Regions from separate parts of the Zea mays genome. Here region 1 is linked to region 2. A link is a contact called in public Hi-C data. All regions are on one chromosome and are shown on one strand. The core of a region is the stretch at or near the end of the contact, and the rest is flanking DNA. Distances in the headings are between cores, read along the strand shown.

The links. Hi-C and Micro-C count contacts between places; a contact is called where the count stands out from the background.
Region 1: a contact with region 2 is called in a Hi-C map of tassel, with 4 times the contacts expected there. The contact joins the promoter of LOC100382007 here to the promoter of LOC100274069 in region 2. A contact is called at or near these places in 6 of 25 Hi-C or Micro-C datasets (bundle sheath, ear, endosperm and 2 more).

Annotation. Positions count from the first base shown.
Region 1 is chr3:38,256,268-38,259,837 of Zm-B73-REFERENCE-NAM-5.0, forward strand. LOC100382007 (putative RING zinc finger domain superfamily protein) reads left to right here and starts at 1,700. Exons shown (of 5, transcript NM_001174773.1): 1 at 1,700-1,981.
Region 2 is chr3:38,072,295-38,075,926 of Zm-B73-REFERENCE-NAM-5.0, forward strand. It overlaps LOC100274069 (Transcription factor Pur-alpha 1), which reads left to right and starts at 1,886. Exons shown (of 5, transcript NM_001148448.1): 1 at 1,886-2,241; 2 at 2,345-2,392. The coding sequence starts at 1,912.

The DNA of each region.
Region 1 (3,570 bases), core at 450-2,949, 180 kb after region 2:
TTCATACCCACCAAGCCAATCGGGTGATAAACTGTACCCGTACCCATGCCCATCGGGTATCCACCGGGTATCGGGTATCCAGTGGATATGTTATTGTAGACTAAATAACATTCGGTTAATGCTATAATAAATGCATAAAATATTTTAGTTTACATCTAAGCACCAATGCAACACAAGAATGACTATATTTGGCTACACGTCGATACAATATCTCAACTCATAATTATCACATCCAATAAATTTAAATTTGAGTACAGAGAATAAAAGCTTAATGAGTTTATGACAGTTGACAGTTATAACATTGTCAATGTCTCATTGGTCTCGATTACATTACATTTGACTGTTAACACAACACAAATTAATATTCATTAATCAACAACATATGCGAGTGAGTTTTTCTAGTGAATATAGCACATTTTTAGTGGATGTAGCACATTTAAAGAGGTATTTTGATACGTGGGTAAAGTATTTTACCCATACCCGACCCGATGTATTTCGGGTATCCAACCCGATAGGACCCACGGGTGAGTTTTTGTACCCGTATCCATATCCGGTGGGTACGAAACCCGCGGGTATCCATACCTACGGGTCCAACTGCCATGTGTGCAGCCTATTAGACCTATTGTTAGCCAAGAAATGAGGGAGATGGACAGACTTACATACTTCACACGTGACGTACGAAACTGGTGCTCCAAAGGAACAAAGAAGATGTTAGACTGTGGTTCGTGGGTTAGATTGAAAAAGGGTATAGAGATTTTTTTTTAAAAAAAAAGACGAAGGTGAAAATAAGAAAACCAAGTGTTTTATAGGAGTTGAGATGTCTCCAATGTTCAGTTAAAACAATATGCATCTAGCAGTGATACATTCAAGATAAGTTAAGCCATGTATTTTTTTATTAAATAGATTTGTAAGAAGCCGAGATAAATAAGAACTCAGATTGAACAATAAAAACACAAATAGAAAATAAAAAAACAGAAAAGGAAACACAAACGAACATGTATAAAGTTTGATCTAAAGACAAATATAAACATATGATACAATCTCAAACACAATTTAGAGCCCGACCTTAAAATAAATTAAAATATACAGATGGTTATAAGATAAATAACCAAGTCTCACATGCATATATTTACGAGTTACAGCACTGAGCACCATGAATTTATTGGATAGATTTTCGAACTACAAACTCTCTAATAAACTACGTAATACGTTATACCTACAGACTTTAACAACGCACGAAGTGCGTTGATCGTCGTAATATTCTCGAGATAAACCATGAGAACGACCGGCGAAAACAACCCCTGTAAAAAAAGCCGCCACAGAGGTGGTCAGGTGGACAGCATGCGCTCACGCCTCACGAGACAATGCAGGTGGGCCCGGGTCCGGGACACGCAGGATGAGACGCCGTGCACGTGGCCCGGCGGCAGCGGAAAGAAGCGTCGCGAGGCGCGGTCTCGTGTCCACTCAAGGGCTTGTTCGGTTATACCCCAATCCATATGGATTGAGGGGGATTGAGGGAGTTTCAATCCTTAGTAAGTCAAAATTCCCTTCAATCCGTATCAATCCCCTTCAATCCATATGGATTGAAAATAACCGAACAAGTCCCAAGTGGGTGGCCGGAGCAGTTCCGTTTCCGCTCTCAGCCAGGCACAGCGCCAAAGCGGCGACCGGGACTCCGAGACACATTCCCATCCGCACCGGGTTTTGTACCCGCACAGCCACACTGCCCTTCTCTCCCCTTCCTCTCTCCTCTGCGTCGCTTCCACCTCTCAATCTCACCCCACGCCTGCCCCGAGCTCCAACCCTAAAGGAACACACCCCTGCTTGCGGCGGCGGGGAGCGGTCTTGGGCGTCCGCCGTTGCTGTGGCCCAGCCGTGACAGATCCGGGCCCCGCGCCGTTAGGTCGGTGTTTCTTCGGCGACGGTGCAGCCGCTGGATGTTAGTCTGGCGGATCGGGGCTCGTTGTTCGCGTGATTCGAGGTAATTCCTGCGAACTTGGGGGCACCTTTTGCGTTAGTTGGGGGTCCAGATGGGGAATTTTGGTGCCGTCGGGGTAGGTAGCTCCAGATGAATTGTGGCTTTTCATCGGTGCTCACTTCCCATCTGGTATCCTAGTGAGCTGTACTCTTTGCATATGATTCGAGTGTGATATTGTATTGATTTTACCTGATATTTTGTGTTAGCTCCTGCCATAAATTCTTAAGGTAGATTTACCATCGGGTCTTTCGTTATTTATCAGTTAAATATCGAGACTTTTGACGAAAAAAAAAATCATATGGAGAATAATTGTGGCTCGAAAGCAATATAGTCATGACCTTTCGAATTGCACATCGTATTGTGTTCTGGCTCTGGGTGCAGAATTATATTTGTTTTGCTTTAATCCGGATACCGAACAATAAAATAGTGTGCTTGTTCCATCCTGCCATGGTTTTGCACAGTGCTTTTTCGGCAGTAAGAACAGATGCGAGATGCTATTTTGTTGTGTGGGGTGAAGGACCTGGCCTTTGAGTGTACTTTAGTTTTGGAATGTCTTGATGCTGGTCTACCTAACAGCTGCTTTCTTCCTCCACACATTTTCACCCAACTGTAGTTAGCCAGCTCCCCCAGCTTTGTGCCTTCAATTATAAACAAGCATCTATTTCTCATTTCTTTTAGCTCTGTTATTGTGAATGGTGCAGCATGTCAGTCTACAAAAAGACACCATGTTCAGATAAGTGCCGTGGAAATGCGAAATGTGTATGTAGCGTTGGATTTGTGGTCATACAAGAAGGGGACATCATGTTCAGATAAGTGTTGCAGAAATATGTAATGCGAATGTTGGCTGTTGCGTTTGATTTGTGGTCGTGCAAGAAGGGGTAGAATCCAGAACGATGATATGGGTAGCACCAATGGAAGAAAAACTTCTCCAACCAACAGAGACCTCTAAAGGGATGAGTGTGTAATGCAGCACGTAGTGGGATTTTAAGGCGCTAACGGAGATCTCCAAAGGCACGAGTGTGTAGTGCAGCGTGTAGCGGGATTCTAAGGCGCGATAATAATATGAAGTGAGGCAAGCTTCTCCAAACAACGGAGACCTCCAAAGGCACGGGTGTGTAGTGCAATGTGTAATGGGATTCTTAGGCGCTAAAGTGTGATAGTAATAGGAAGAGAGGCAGGGACATGGGAAGAGGTAGGAAAAGGAGATTTCAAAGGATGATCTTGAATAGGAGTGAATGGAGAACAGCTATCCATGTGAACCTTGATTTGTGGCTTCTGTTGTTTTTGAACTCTAGACTACCCCAATTTGCTTGGGGCTGGAACCAAAAGGTTTTGTTGTTTCTTGCTGTGAATAAATGAAGTGGTTGCTTTATAGATATTGATGTTCCCACCTGGAAGTATTTGGGGGTGTATGAGGGAATGCACATGTATTGAAAGCATGCTACTAGTGTTCTTCCATTTGCTAGAAAATTTGCTTTCTCCATACACTTCTGCTTCACCAAAACAAATTCAAATACAGCAGGAACAAGAACCTGTTTGTGTTCTTTATCCTAGTTTGGGCTAATGACCCCTACCTGATCATTCATGTCTTA
Region 2 (3,632 bases), core at 636-3,135:
GCCCGGACCTCCGGGTACGACCCAGGACCTCCACGTTCCCCCGGATGGGACCCGGACCCCTCTAAGTGAGGTCCGGGCCACCCACGGCAAGGTTCCGGGATGGAGAATACCCTGGCCTAGGTCAGGGACGCACAGGGGTCCGGCGTAGACACTTGCCAGGGCTTTGTCCAGTGCGCTTCTGCTCCCCGCTCAGGTGGAGACCCGATGATGCTACATGGCCTATTGCCCGTGACGTAAGCCAGCGGGCGGAGCTTGACGTAAGGCCTCTGGGCCACGCGATCTCTGCATTTATTGCGGAAAAGACGCACCGCCTGTCCGCCCTGCTGACAGGCGATGTGCCGCCTCGGCATTTAATGTGCCCCGTCCACTCCGCTGGCAGGCGACAACCAAACCACCCTACAGGCGGCGTGCCTGTCCAATCAGACAGCGGGCAGTATGCCCATACCGCCGCGCGCGCGCCATGGTCATCATGACTTATACGATGCCAGGGAAGCTTCTGCTGCACGCCAATGCTACACAAGCAGCGGATATCGAGGCACAGGGAGATTGCACAAGGTGACTGACATTAGTTGCTCCGGGTATTCCATCCGTTATGTCCCTGGGCTCACATGTCGGGGTTCAATGTCTTTGTACGTGCCCCCCTTGAGCTATAAAAGGGAGGGCACGCGACACACAGACGGGACAGAGACTTAGACTCTCAGATCTTAAGCTTCCACAGTAATCCAACACACAGTGGAGTAGGGTATTACGCTCCGGCGGCCTGAACCACTCTAAATCCTCGCGTGTTCCTGAGTTCATCGTTCATCTACCAATAGGCAAAACGCTTAAGCCCCCTCCTCATCTTAGAATTTAGAGCGGGTGCACTCCGCCACCCGGCCGGAGAATCCCTCTCTGACACCGTTTGCATGCTAATTTTCGGTCACATGCAGATTCAATATACCTCTCGCCTATGCCCCTCTCTCTAATAACTCTCTTATTTTTGGTACTTTACGTACCTTAGTGTTTATCTAAAGCCACAACAGCTCATGTGGACAACTTACATCGAGATAGAACCTTTAGTTGGATTTAGGATTGTATATATATAAACCTTCCATATACTGCTATTTATATTTTTCGTTCTATAATTAGAGCTGATTCTATGAAGAAATCATTAATGATTAGTTCGGTGACATGAGAATTAGAGGATAATAAGGGAGGAAATTTCTTACTATTCAATTTTAAATAGTAAGAGCTAGTTTGGGAGCTCGATTTCCTAAAGGATTCATATTTTCCTGAGGGAAAATAAACTACTTTTTTTTAGAAAAATGAAAATCTCTTAAAAGAAAGAAGTTCCCAAACCAGCCTAAGAGATTTCTTCCCTGGTCCCTTCCATCCTCAAACCAGCCCTAAATGAAACTAACCAAACACTTGATCCTACATTCCAAGTGACAGGCTGACCTGATCATAATACTGAACATCGAGTTTCATTGATGATTCAAACTGGCTCTAGTTTCTATGATGTTCGTCAATCGGACACGAGAGAACCAGTCCCAAAAGAGGAATAAAAAGTGCCCAAACCTTACACAGTCCAATCATGTCAGTGAGAGTGAGCCCGCCAGTACCGGGTCGGCATGCCACGAGCGCGCGGTCAGCATCCGCAGGTACAACACGCACGCACGCACACACGAGCACTCCCAGCCCATCCCGCCCACCAAGAATCTACCCGACCCACCGGTTTATGGGCTCCGCTGAAACAGTAGCCCACACGTCAGTCCCTTCCACGACACCCAAACCGGGTCGCCCACCGTTTTCGGAGTAAGCCCCACCTCGAGATCTATCCCCGTTTCCAACCTCACATCCCCTTCCACTCGAGCTCCTTCGTTTAAACCCAAACCCTAATTGCGACCTCCGTTCCCCCAAAACCCTACGGCCATGGACGGCGGAGGCGGTGGTGTAGGGGGAGGCGGAGTTGGGGCAGGTGTCATGGTGGGCGGCGGAGTCGGGCCGGGCGGCGGCGTTGGCGGTGGCGGCGACGTGGAGCTCGTCAGCAAGACGCTGCAGTTCGAGCACAAGCTGTTCTACTTCGATCTGAAGGAGAATCCGCGGGGGAGGTACCTCAAGATCTCCGAGAAGACCTCGGCCACGCGCTCCACCATCATCGTCCCCGTCGACGGCGTGGCCTGGTTCCTCGACCTCTTCGACTACTACATCCGCACCGACGAGCGCGACGCTTTCAGCAAGGAGCTGCGACTCCAGACCAAGGTATCGGCCCGCTTCCTACGCGATTGGCCCCGTTCTTCCGCTGATTCTCGTGCCTTTGTTGCTAATTTTGGTGTGGCTTAATTATGCTCATTGCGTGGTGCAGGTGTTCTATTTCGATATCGGGGAGAACAAGAGGGGCCGATTCCTCAAGGTGACGTAACGTTCTCTGTATGACCGAGTGCAGTTCCATATTTTCTCTATCGTTTTGTGTGTTGGTACGAGAAAATTGCCGAATTGGGGAACTTCATTATTTTTGGAAGCTAAACTGTTTAGCTAGAACAAGGCGTAATTTGTCGCGCTAGAACAGGATTTGCTTGTGTGAATTTAATAACTGAAAATGTCCTATTGTTCTCTTCAGATTTTCATTGGTTCAAAACATCTGGGTCTTAAATGAGTATGATGTATTACTGACTAAGTTTGCCATTGCTATGGAGCATGGGCCCATGTGTCAGAAGCACGGTCTTCCTTGACCAAGGCTTGGGTTCATCAATATGTTAAATGTCCTAAAACGATGTGTTTGAGGGTTACTTCAAACTGTGGAAAGGTTTAGGTCCTATTGGCACAACCAAAAGATGGATGACCAAAATGGGACTTTCCTCTGTAGTAGCTTTTCCCGTCGCAGGTTTTGGTTTCTGCCATCCTGGCAATTTCACTTTTACTGCTTGTAACTACCAGTTATTTGGGTTTTTTTTTAAATTGGTGGCCTTAGTTTTGGTGGTGTACTCAACCGAGCAAAGTAGTATCTTGTGTTTGCCTTTAGAGGCATATTCTGTTGTGTAGACTGTAGAGCATTCTGCTCGTGCAGAATTACCAAGTATTAACTTCTTAACTACTCCTTCCAGTGAAAAATTAATTATGTTTTTGACAAGATCTGATCCAGCTTTTAAAACATTGACTTCAATAACTTAAATTATTTATTTTGGACACCTAAAAATCATGTGTTTTGTCATAAAAAAAAAACTCTTTTTATAATTACATAAATTTAGTATTAAATAGTTATCAAAGTCGCACCTTGCAAACCATTATAAAAGTAAAGAATACCAAAGGGAGTAGAAATGGCTGACGTTGTGCTCTAGGTTCACCACCAATTAGTGTGTCCAACAGGTCTTGATTGATTTGGAGAACTGGAGATAGAAAGATAATCAGGATTGGTTGTTTTTTTTTCATTTAGGCCATTTAATTGTTGACCAAAATGCACACCTGACTACGTGACGGTTTCCTAATTTTGAATTGTATGGATGATGCTGTTTGCTTATGTGTTGCTGTTACATTGATTTTGCTATTTTTTTATTTACAATAGTTTTTTCTGTAACCAGTGATATTTTTATTTCTGGAGTTGCGAGTTTATATTCAGATTTGTTCTTGAATTTTAGCCTGGTGTAGCACTTGAG